Regions from separate parts of the Sus scrofa genome. Here all the other regions are linked to region 1. The links are chromatin contacts, called in public HiChIP or PLAC-seq maps. All regions are on one chromosome and are shown on one strand. The core of a region is the stretch at or near the end of the contact, and the rest is flanking DNA. Distances in the headings are between cores, read along the strand shown. Region 1 has its middle 52 kb from the start of CD44. Region 2 overlaps SLC1A2 (excitatory amino acid transporter 2). Region 3 overlaps SLC1A2 (excitatory amino acid transporter 2).

Region 1 (3,073 bases), core at 160-2,659:
GGATGCATCTAAAACAATTTTGATTCTCCAGGGAGAATTAGGTAATGATGCGCATTTATAAGAAACTATAAGGATGGAGCCACGCCTTAAATGTTGTGGTTAAAAGCTGGAAACCACAACCTCTCAGCTCCTTACTATTGAGACTTCTTAATAATGAAATCCCTTCCTGACTCCTTGCATAATTGCCTGGAAGAGGGATCAGGAGTGGAGGCCCTTCCATCCTGCAAGGTTCAGATGCCCATTGGATGGATACACAGGTGCCCTGCTGTTTGAAACCAGCTTCCTACTGAGTGGCTGCTGGGAAAAGTCACAAAGCCAGTGGATGGAAATAGCCCTGCCTGCTGGGAGAAAGAGGATCTTGGAGCGCTTTCTTCTCATTCTCTCACAAATACTGATGAAGCATTTCTGCACCTCACGCCAGTTGCTATAGAGACGGTGTGGGGAACACATGTAAATATTCAGCATGTGTGAGGCACCCTAAGCTCCTACAGTGCAATACGGTTTCTCTTCTCCTTGACTTTTTTCTTTCTGGCTGAGAGCTGCAGTTTGTAGCTACATCCGTAAGCCCCGTGGTTTCAGGCCTCAGACTCCTGGGCCTCCTGTTTAAGGAACTTGTCTACCAGGAGTAAATTGGAAACACCCCACGTGTGGGGTCATGAGATCTGGGTTTGAAATGCTTTCCTGCTACTTTTATGGTGGCAGAAAGTTCTTCCACCTCCATTTTCTCATCTGTAAACTAGGGGAAATAAAGCCCTCCAGCTGTGGGGAGAAGACTGAGAATGGACACTACAAGCTTCGTAAAGATGAAAGTGCTAAGTGCGTTTAGTAGCGGGATTACGGAATTACCGTATATTCCCAAAGGCTTGTCAAATCCAATCACAGTCTCATCTAGGCACTTGCATGCGGAAACTGGGAGGGCTCTTCATCAGTTAGCAGTTAGAGGGCCTTGTTCCTTCTGAGTCTGGTGTGGAGTCCCCATGAAAGCAGGCCAGCTCAAAGGAGGAATCCAGGCCTTGGGGACTGGCTCCTGGGACCCCTCCCTCCAGTTGTCCAGGGCCTTCCTGATGAGCATGGGCCCCATCTCATAGCCTATCATCCACAAGAGAGCAGAACAGCTCAGCCACCAATCTCTTCCGACTTTTGAAAAAACCCAGGTGTTTTCTTAAACACAAATACACCCCCAAAGCTTAGAAAAACGCAGCAGATCCAGCAGCAAGAGCCCGCACGTGCAGATCCTCCTCTTCAGAGAGGCACAGAGGACCAGAGAGGAGGTGTAGGCAAACTCTGGTCTGAATTCCAAAGGCAGCCCTTGGAATTCCAGCTCCTTGTGTGGCTTCTCTTGGGCTGTGGGAGGAGGGGCGGAGCCAAGAATGAGGGCGTTGTCTCAATGACTGTCTGCTGCCGCCCATGCACTGGGGAGCTTCTCTGCAGTCTGTTCCTCTGTCTCCTTGGTAACCCGACAGGGTGCTGTGGTGACAAGAGGAGACAGCCCAAACAGAATCCGCCAGCTGCGGGGAACCAGGCCTGTTCGCCCCTGCCACCAAGCTCGATCGCTCTCTATTTTGGAGTTCTAGATTGGCGTTCCCGATTTGTCACTCAATCACACACAACAGCGATGCCAAATTCTGACCCTCAGAGGCAGGAGCCTGGCACGCGTGTTTCTTGTGCTACCCCTCAGACAATGAGGGGATGCTTCAAATGTTGAGCCTGAGGGCTCCAACCACCCCAGCCAAATGCTACAGGCTGCTCCCAGTGGGGAGCAGAGCTTCCTGCTGCAGGAATGTGAGAGCAGGGTGGTAGCCAGGGGCGGAGGGAGGATGGACTGGGAGCTGGGAGAAGAGCAGAGGCCAGCCAGGTCAAGAATTCCCCAAATTCTTTTCCTTTGGCACGCCACACCCCAAATCTCCCATCTGAAAGGAAAATATAATGTCTCTGTGTGTGTGTGGACATATATATATATATATATATCCACACAGTATATGTGTGTGCATATGTATATAATATCTATGTGTCTATATAAAAATACATAATATATATAATGTATTGGAACGTCCATGAAGTTGTAAAGGCGGGAACTAATAGCATCTCGTGGCTTATTTTGTTGCGTGTTTATGTTTGTTTGCTTTGCCTACAAAAGAAGGAGAATTAAAAGGGAGGCTGGGAAAGGAAAGCTATGATACTGATAACAACAGGTAGGAGTGAGCCAAGAATTCATTTATTCATTCAGTAAATACCGTGTGATCATCTGCTACCTACCAGGCCCTATCTTGGATGTTGGGGATACGGCAGCAGTAAACAAAACAGGCAGAAATCCCTGACCTCACAGAGCTTACGTTCAAGTGAGGGAGGCAGGAAACGACAGATGACAATAAAGCATGATGAATACCTAACATGTCTTGTGCGCATGCTCAGACATCCATCAGGAGGGAGGCCAGGGAGCATAGAAGGGAGCTGTGGTCCAGGAGAGTATACCCAGGGGAGCCCTCACTATGCTAGTGGTTCTGAGTCAAGTCATGGCAGGTAAGGACTTGATCTGTGCAGGTATCTGGGGAAAGAACATTGGAGACCAATCTGGAGACTACTGGGCGGAAGCCGAGGGAGCCGGGGTGGGGGGAGAAGAGAGGGTGAGGCTGGAGTGAGACTGTCAGATCAGGCTGGGCCTTGGGGGCCGCTGAAAAGATTTAGGCTTATCCTCTGAGCTAAATGAGGAGGCGTGGGAGGGTCTTGAGCAGAGAAGTGGCAGGATTTGATTTCTGCTTTAGGATCCTTGTGGCTGCTTCACAGAGAGCAGAGGGAGGGGTGGGGTGGGGTGGGGTGGGGCTGATACTCTGAGTCTGAAATCTGCTCTCACTTTGTTAAAAGTGGAATTGGAAAGTGTTGGGGAGGTCAGAGACAACAGCACCACCCAAACATCCTCTTACGTGATCAGGAGGACAGAGAAAAGCTGAAAATGGGACGCTTTGGGCGTGATTCAGGGTTAATGAAAGGTGTTCACACACAACCTAAAATCATCTCGGCTATCACCAGTGGTTTATCTCCCACCCCTTGGAAAATGTGGTCTAGAGAGAAACCA
Region 2 (3,073 bases), core at 182-2,681, 210 kb before region 1:
ACTGAGCCATGACAGGAACTCCATAGAAACACTCATTTCTTTACGCCGCAAACTTGCAGACTCTTTTGGACTCGAATCTCAACCACTTAAATCAACTCCTGTGAGAGACGGCTCCTTTCAGCATCTCTGTAGTATGCACAGAGATGGCCAGTTTCTGCAGACCCCACCGGGGGAGCTGTTTTATGCTAGTTCTTTGGGACCTTGAGACCTGGAGCATTTTCTTTTAAAATTTCCAAATGGAATTCACCAAGTGATAACTAGCTATTCTCAGCCAGAATGTTCACAGATTATTGCTCAGTTCTCCTCTAGCAAACGCCTCTCCACGGGCTTGAGAAGAGCCTGCCTGCGATGTCCTCTATTCCTGCAGAACTAGGTCACTCTCCCTGGTCGCTCTAATTCTGGGTCACTTTAATTCTCACTAAGCCTTTGTTTTTGTGGCCAGAACGGCTCACTGGTAAGTCACTTGTCGCTCTTTCTGGCCAAGAGCTGAGAAGGGGAACTATTAAATAGTGAGGATTAACAATTTTAGTGCAAGTTCTGGGTTCTTTTTGCTGAAGCTAGAGAGAGGGTCTGGTGGTTGAACAGTCTGGGTTGATATGTGCTTGCTGTGGGGAGGTGGGAGGTTTTGGCGACCAGGGAAAAGGTAAAATCAGAGGTTCAGAGAGAAAGACTTTTCCTCCAAGAGAATCAAATTATAATGCTGTAGTTTACCTTGGTACAGCTCAAGACCGCAGGCCTAAACAGACACACGAGGAAACTGGATAGAATAGGGAGAGACTGGAAATGACGGGACGGGGTGGGTGTGGGGAAGAAGAGGGAGAGGTTCAGAGAAAGTCAGATGGGCGAGCAAGGTCCCATTGTCAAGGGGACAATGACACGGATTTATAGTCCATGCAAGTCATCAGAATTGGAGCCCCAAGGGAGTTCCCATCGTGGCTCAGTGGGTTAACGAATCCAACTAGGAACCATGAGGTTGCGGGTTCGATCCCTGGCCATGCTCAGTGGGTTAAAGATCCAGTGTTGCCCAAGAAATGGCAAAAAGGCAAAAAAAAAAAAAAAGAATTGGAGCCCCAAGACTGGAAAACAGATTGGGAGTTGAGGCACATGGTGATTTGTAATCAGAAACCCAGAAAGCCCCAGGCAGTATGGGGACATCTGTTAGCCATACACATGGGAGGGTCTGGGTGACACTCCAGAGTGAGACCCTGAGGGAGGGACCTGGTAGGGGGAGTAGTGGCGGAGAGAATGTTTTGGGGAAAGAAAAGCCAGGTCTTGGAGAAACTAACAAATCAGGCAGGTTCCCAGGACAGATACTTAGAATGAGGCAAAAGGCCGCCCAGAACTAAGACCCAAGATTGGCTGTTGGAGTTGGTCCAGGACCTAGTGCAGTTTGCTGCTGACATCAAGAGGTGGAGACAGTGTTCAGTTGTTCCTCAAATCCTCCTGGACGAGAATTAGGAGTGACCCTGGGGCCAGGATGGGGTTACACTGAGGTGGACATCAGGTGATAACAAGTGAAGGAGTTCAGATGGCTGAGGGGCCAGGAAATAACAAAGACTATGTTTTCTCTTTATGATCCTGGGAAAAAACTCAGTAAAAAAGAAAGCATTCTAAACTTTTTTGACCATGGAAAGAATGGTGATGAATTAATGAATAACAGGTTGAATGCAAACAAACTGGGTCATTTGGGGTTTTCCCAACTGTTTTGTATTTCTCATTGCTTTCTCTTTGATTTTTTTTTCCTTTTTGTCATTTTTCCTCCTTCTCAAATTAGGCAATAGGAAAATAATTTTATCTTTAGGGTGTTCCTGGAGTGAACTATACCAGCCATGCATTGATTTGGGATAACACCAAGCCAATACAGACATAACCCTGGCAGAGACTTAGTTGTTAATTGGTCTCTGCTCTTCTAACATTGGCTCCAAAATTTGCACAAAACTCCCCAAGTCCCAACAAGCCTTGCTTTGTTAATCTACATGCTAAAGGAATCTGCTCACACATGATTTCAAAAGCAAGGACGAGAAAGAAGAGAGTACTTTATCGTTTGGAAGGAACATGAATTTATTTCCTCCAAGGAACTAACCTGCTTACACTCCAACTTGCTCATGTGGAAAATATTCAGGAAAGCCGTAATTATCCAGGGGAAAGGTATTTTCAGTGTGAAACCTAATGCTTTTGTCTTTTAATGCTTACTTCGTGGGGTAACAGGCGGTGAGAACGGGGCTCCCTACTTGGGGAATGGGAAAGCCCACGGGAGAAGAAACACATTCTTTATAATTTGTCCTTCTGTGTCATGTGATTCACCCAACAGGTCTGATAGGGTTTTTCATTGCCTTTGGCATCGCCATGGGGAAGATGGGTGAGCAGGCCAAGCTGATGGTGGAATTCTTCAATATTTTGAATGAGATTGTGATGAAGTTGGTGATCATGATCATGTGGTAAGTGGGCTTCTTCTTACCTCATTGCGGAGAGGACGTGAGATGGTGTTGGGGTCCCCCAGAGGACGCTGGAACCCTCCCAGCAGCAAAGAGTGGGTGGGCGTGAACCAAGTGAACCAAGCAAAGGGCTCTCAGGAAGGACTGAGAAAGGGCTGAAAAACCTCTCTTTTAGAGAGTTCCCCAGAAAATGGGTTGGAAACCTATAGCCAGCCCATGGACCACATCTCATCTGCCATTTGTTTTGTATGACCTGACAATTAAGAATGGGTCTTTTGTGTTTACTTTGCAGAAAAAAAAATCAAAAGAGTAGTACTAGTCCATGACACGTGAAAATTACTTGGAGTTCACATTCAGGGCCCATAAATCGTTTTACTGAAACCCAGCCTCATACCTGTTTGTTCATGTATTGTCTACAGTTGCTCTTGTGCCAAAAGACAGAGTTGAGGGATTCTGACCAAGAGTATGTAGCCTGCAAAGCCTGAAATATCTACTCTTTGGACCCTTATATAAAAAGTCTGCCCATCCTTGCCCTGTGAGAAAAGACAAAAAAAAAAAAAAAAAAAAAAAAAACACTGGAAAAATCAAGCAGGAATCCTGAAACCTGAAGCTCTCAGGAAACATTGAGATAGGGCCAA
Region 3 (3,073 bases), core at 193-2,692, 190 kb before region 1:
GCCTTTCCTTGGTGCATGGAGAGAGGGAGCAAGCTCTTGGGTCTCCTCTTATAAGGGCGGGCACTAAACCCATCACGAGGGCTCTACCTTCATGATCTAATCACCTCCCAAGCTCCTATCTCCAAATTCTATCCCATGGGAGATTTGGGCTTCAGCAAGTGGGTTTGGGGAGGACACCGCTCAGTCCAGAGCAGTACTCTATGGGAGCCTCAGTTTCCTGTATGAGGGGGACAGTCATCACACATTCAGGTGTGGTTGAGAGCTTTGTACCTGGTGCATTGTCACCTGTCAATAAATGTTTGCTACGAGTATCGTTACTACTATTGATGCTTCATATAACACTCCTAGAATATGAAAGAAAAATGTGACTCTGATACAGCAAGTGCCATGATGTTAGTCAGTGGAAAACATGCTTCAGGTCATTTTATCAAGCTTCTAAATCATGTCCTCCTAACAGATTGCAGGTGAGACTGCCTACCTCCCTTGCTTAAAAATTCAAAGATGGATGGAGCTCCTTGGTGTCCCTGAATTCTTGGCCTTGATGGCAGTCATGCTTTCCATCAAGTTCACACCTCGAGATGAGAACTTAGAGATGGGAGGATGGTCCAGTGACCAGCTGATTGAGATTGTGCCTCAGTTATTTAAATTTATCTACCCAAGATTTATTTTATTTTAATAATGATACTACTGAGAATTTTCCCTGGAAAAAAAGGATGAAGTTGGAACAAATATATTTAATACTTGTGTCCCTGTCAAGTTCAGTGAAACCTGCTATATTTGTAGACATCCCAAGGGCTGTCTCTATGGGGTGGGGGGTGGAAATCTCCTGCCCCCATAGAGTATATGTAGGTCACTGTCTCTAATTTAATCAGAGAAAAAGAGCCAAGTCCAGGTTCATAGCTGTGCTTCCAAGTACTTTCTTCACCTCACTTCCCTGTATTCAGGGAAAGAGGGGCCAGGAATTCTCAGCAAATGCATTAATTAATCATAGAGTTTTCAATGTGAGGAAGGATCGAGGGACATGAGGAGCCAGTGCAGCACTGGAATCAAGCAGACGAGGGTTCAAATCCCAGCAGACCTTGTTCAAACTCTGTGACCCTGGATCCACTCCTTGGTGCCACCATCTGTGCCTTTGTGTAGGGCTGAGAGGTCCGGCTGCGAATAACGTGTGTGTAGTTCCTTGCACAGCATCCAAGAACTAACCGTAGGGAAGTGAGCCAGGAGAGTAGAAGGACTGGATGAGCAGGAAAGGATAAAGGGACAGAGGGGAGGTCACTGCCTGGGGAGCCTGTGGTTGGAGGAGGGTATATTTGGGATGGAGGAACAGAAAGGGAACCAACCTCCAGGAAGAATTCTTTATGGGACTTTGTCTCACACAACCCAGGGGTAACGAGACAATGTGGCCACAGTACAAAGGGATGTGTCAGAGTGACTCATAGAGCAGAAGCTACTGATGTTGTAAATAAAACGGCCAAGGCCGAGAGGTCCTTGGAACTTGGGGAGTTCCCCTTCCCTGGTGTTCAATCCATCTCAGGGAAATGACTGAGAATTCCCACCTGCCAGGAATGTCCCACCTGCCTTGGGACTTTAGGGACGTATTCATTGCAAAGCAGCCTCACCCTGCCCAGATTTCCCAGTAAGAATAACGATTCCCATTTACTAGGGGGTTGCAATGTGCCGGCCTCTTCTAAGGGCTTTTGATTCATGAGCTCCCGATGACTCCAAGAGTGACACACCACTCATAGCTCCTTTTTGACAGATAAGGAAGTCAAGGCACAAAGAGGTTAAGTAAGTTGCCCAAAGCCATGTGGTTACTAAGTGGCAGAGCTGGGATTTGAACCTAGGTCGTTCAACTCCAGAAGCTTTGCTGATAACCACTGCACACTACTACTTCCTCCGTCCTAGATGGATTCAAGGAAAACAGAGTTGTTGAAACGCTGACCCCAGCTCTACATGGACGGAGCCAGGGCGAAAGCAAAGATGCATTCTGTAGATCTCACGTAGGGAAGTGTCTGTTCTGAGCCAAGCCCAAATGTGGGAAGGATGGTTATATGGAAAAACCAGTGTGAACCACAAAACCTCCTGGGACCTTCCTTGAGGTCAGTTCAGGTCCCTCCCAGCTGTGAGACCAGGATTCGGTGCCTGGGCACACCAATGGTCAAACCCATTTGGGACTCTTATTCTTAGTTTGGAACCAGAAGACCTACTCTAAAAAATCTGGAACTGTATAGCCATGAAGAAAACAGCACCCCCCCCCTTTCTTTTCAGCAGACAGAAAAGCAACTTGGGAACCTGTATTTTCAGAAGCATTGTTCCATTTAGAAAGAACAGCTTTTACACATGGGGTCCAGAAAAGAACTGAAAAAGTCACTGCCCCTTGCTGGACCAGAGAGGCTCCCTGGTGTCAAGACAGAGCCCTTGAACCCTAGATGAAACCCTCTTCCAGAGACTTCCACATGGTGTTGGGTGTGCCCTTGGCATTACTTGGAAAGCAAGGGTTGAGATGCTTCAGAAGGAAAGCCTCCCGTTATTTCATTATCCTTTCTTGGCATCCCCTTTCTGAGTAATGCATTTTCCAGCCCAGGGTGAAACGTCCAGGCATTTGAAGCTTAATGTCATTTGGAATTCTGTTGATTTGTTTCCCTGATGTCCACTCAGTTGAGTCTGGATATTTGCTATCCCGCGTTCCCATGTTAACTTTGGCAATGGTCTCCTCAGACTCTCGCCACATAGTCTTGACGTCTCTGGTTCTCTCCGAGACATAAAGGCGTAAGCAGAAATGAATGCAGTGGTGTTCCTGTGGGAGGATGAAGGGTGATTTGTTTTTCTTCTTTAATATTTCCGTGCCCGCTTTTAGAGCCATGCTTACCTTACTTGAGCCCTGTGGCATATTAGGCAAATCGAATGTCACGAGGGGTAAGACTCTAAGCCCTGAATGTGTAAGCTTCCATCATGATGGAGCAGAATCCAAATCGACCCTCTTTCCTGGGTCTTGGTACTCCGGCTTTCTCTATTCTTTGCAAAGAAAAAGGGATTTTATGACTGTCGGGAAAATTAGTGCCTAGAATTGCCT

What was found. HiChIP or PLAC-seq counts read pairs in DNA pulled down with a chosen protein or histone mark.
Region 2: a contact with region 1 is called in an H3K27ac HiChIP or PLAC-seq map of alveolar macrophages. The contact joins two enhancer-like sites. A contact is called at or near these places in 1 of 47 Hi-C or Micro-C datasets (epiblast stem cells) and 1 of 2 datasets of contacts at active chromatin or transcription factors (alveolar macrophages).
Region 3: an H3K27ac HiChIP or PLAC-seq map of alveolar macrophages shows a contact between it and region 1. The contact joins two enhancer-like sites. A contact is called at or near these places in 1 of 47 Hi-C or Micro-C datasets (epiblast stem cells) and 1 of 2 datasets of contacts at active chromatin or transcription factors (alveolar macrophages).

The regions. Positions count from the first base shown.
Region 1 is chr2:25,934,727-25,937,799 of Sscrofa11.1, forward strand. No RefSeq gene overlaps it. Among named protein-coding and RNA genes, the nearest start is that of CD44, 52 kb to the left of the region's middle. Within about 2 kb of position 1,410, at least 28 of the 83 cell types and tissues checked have an H3K27ac peak or open chromatin away from gene starts, as enhancers often do. A contact at or near this core is called in alveolar macrophages, where this site is marked.
Region 2 is chr2:25,722,935-25,726,007 of Sscrofa11.1, forward strand. SLC1A2 (excitatory amino acid transporter 2) reads left to right here. Exons shown (of 11, transcript XM_003480708.4): 6 at 2,312-2,438. Among named protein-coding and RNA genes, the nearest start is that of SLC1A2, 120 kb to the left of the region's middle. Within about 2 kb of position 1,432, at least 13 of the 83 cell types and tissues checked have an H3K27ac peak or open chromatin away from gene starts, as enhancers often do. A contact at or near this core is called in alveolar macrophages, where this site is marked.
Region 3 is chr2:25,742,704-25,745,776 of Sscrofa11.1, forward strand. The region is part of intron 8 of SLC1A2 (excitatory amino acid transporter 2); the gene reads left to right. Among named protein-coding and RNA genes, the nearest start is that of CD44, 140 kb to the right of the region's middle. Within about 2 kb of position 1,443, at least 17 of the 83 cell types and tissues checked have an H3K27ac peak or open chromatin away from gene starts, as enhancers often do. A contact at or near this core is called in alveolar macrophages, where this site is marked.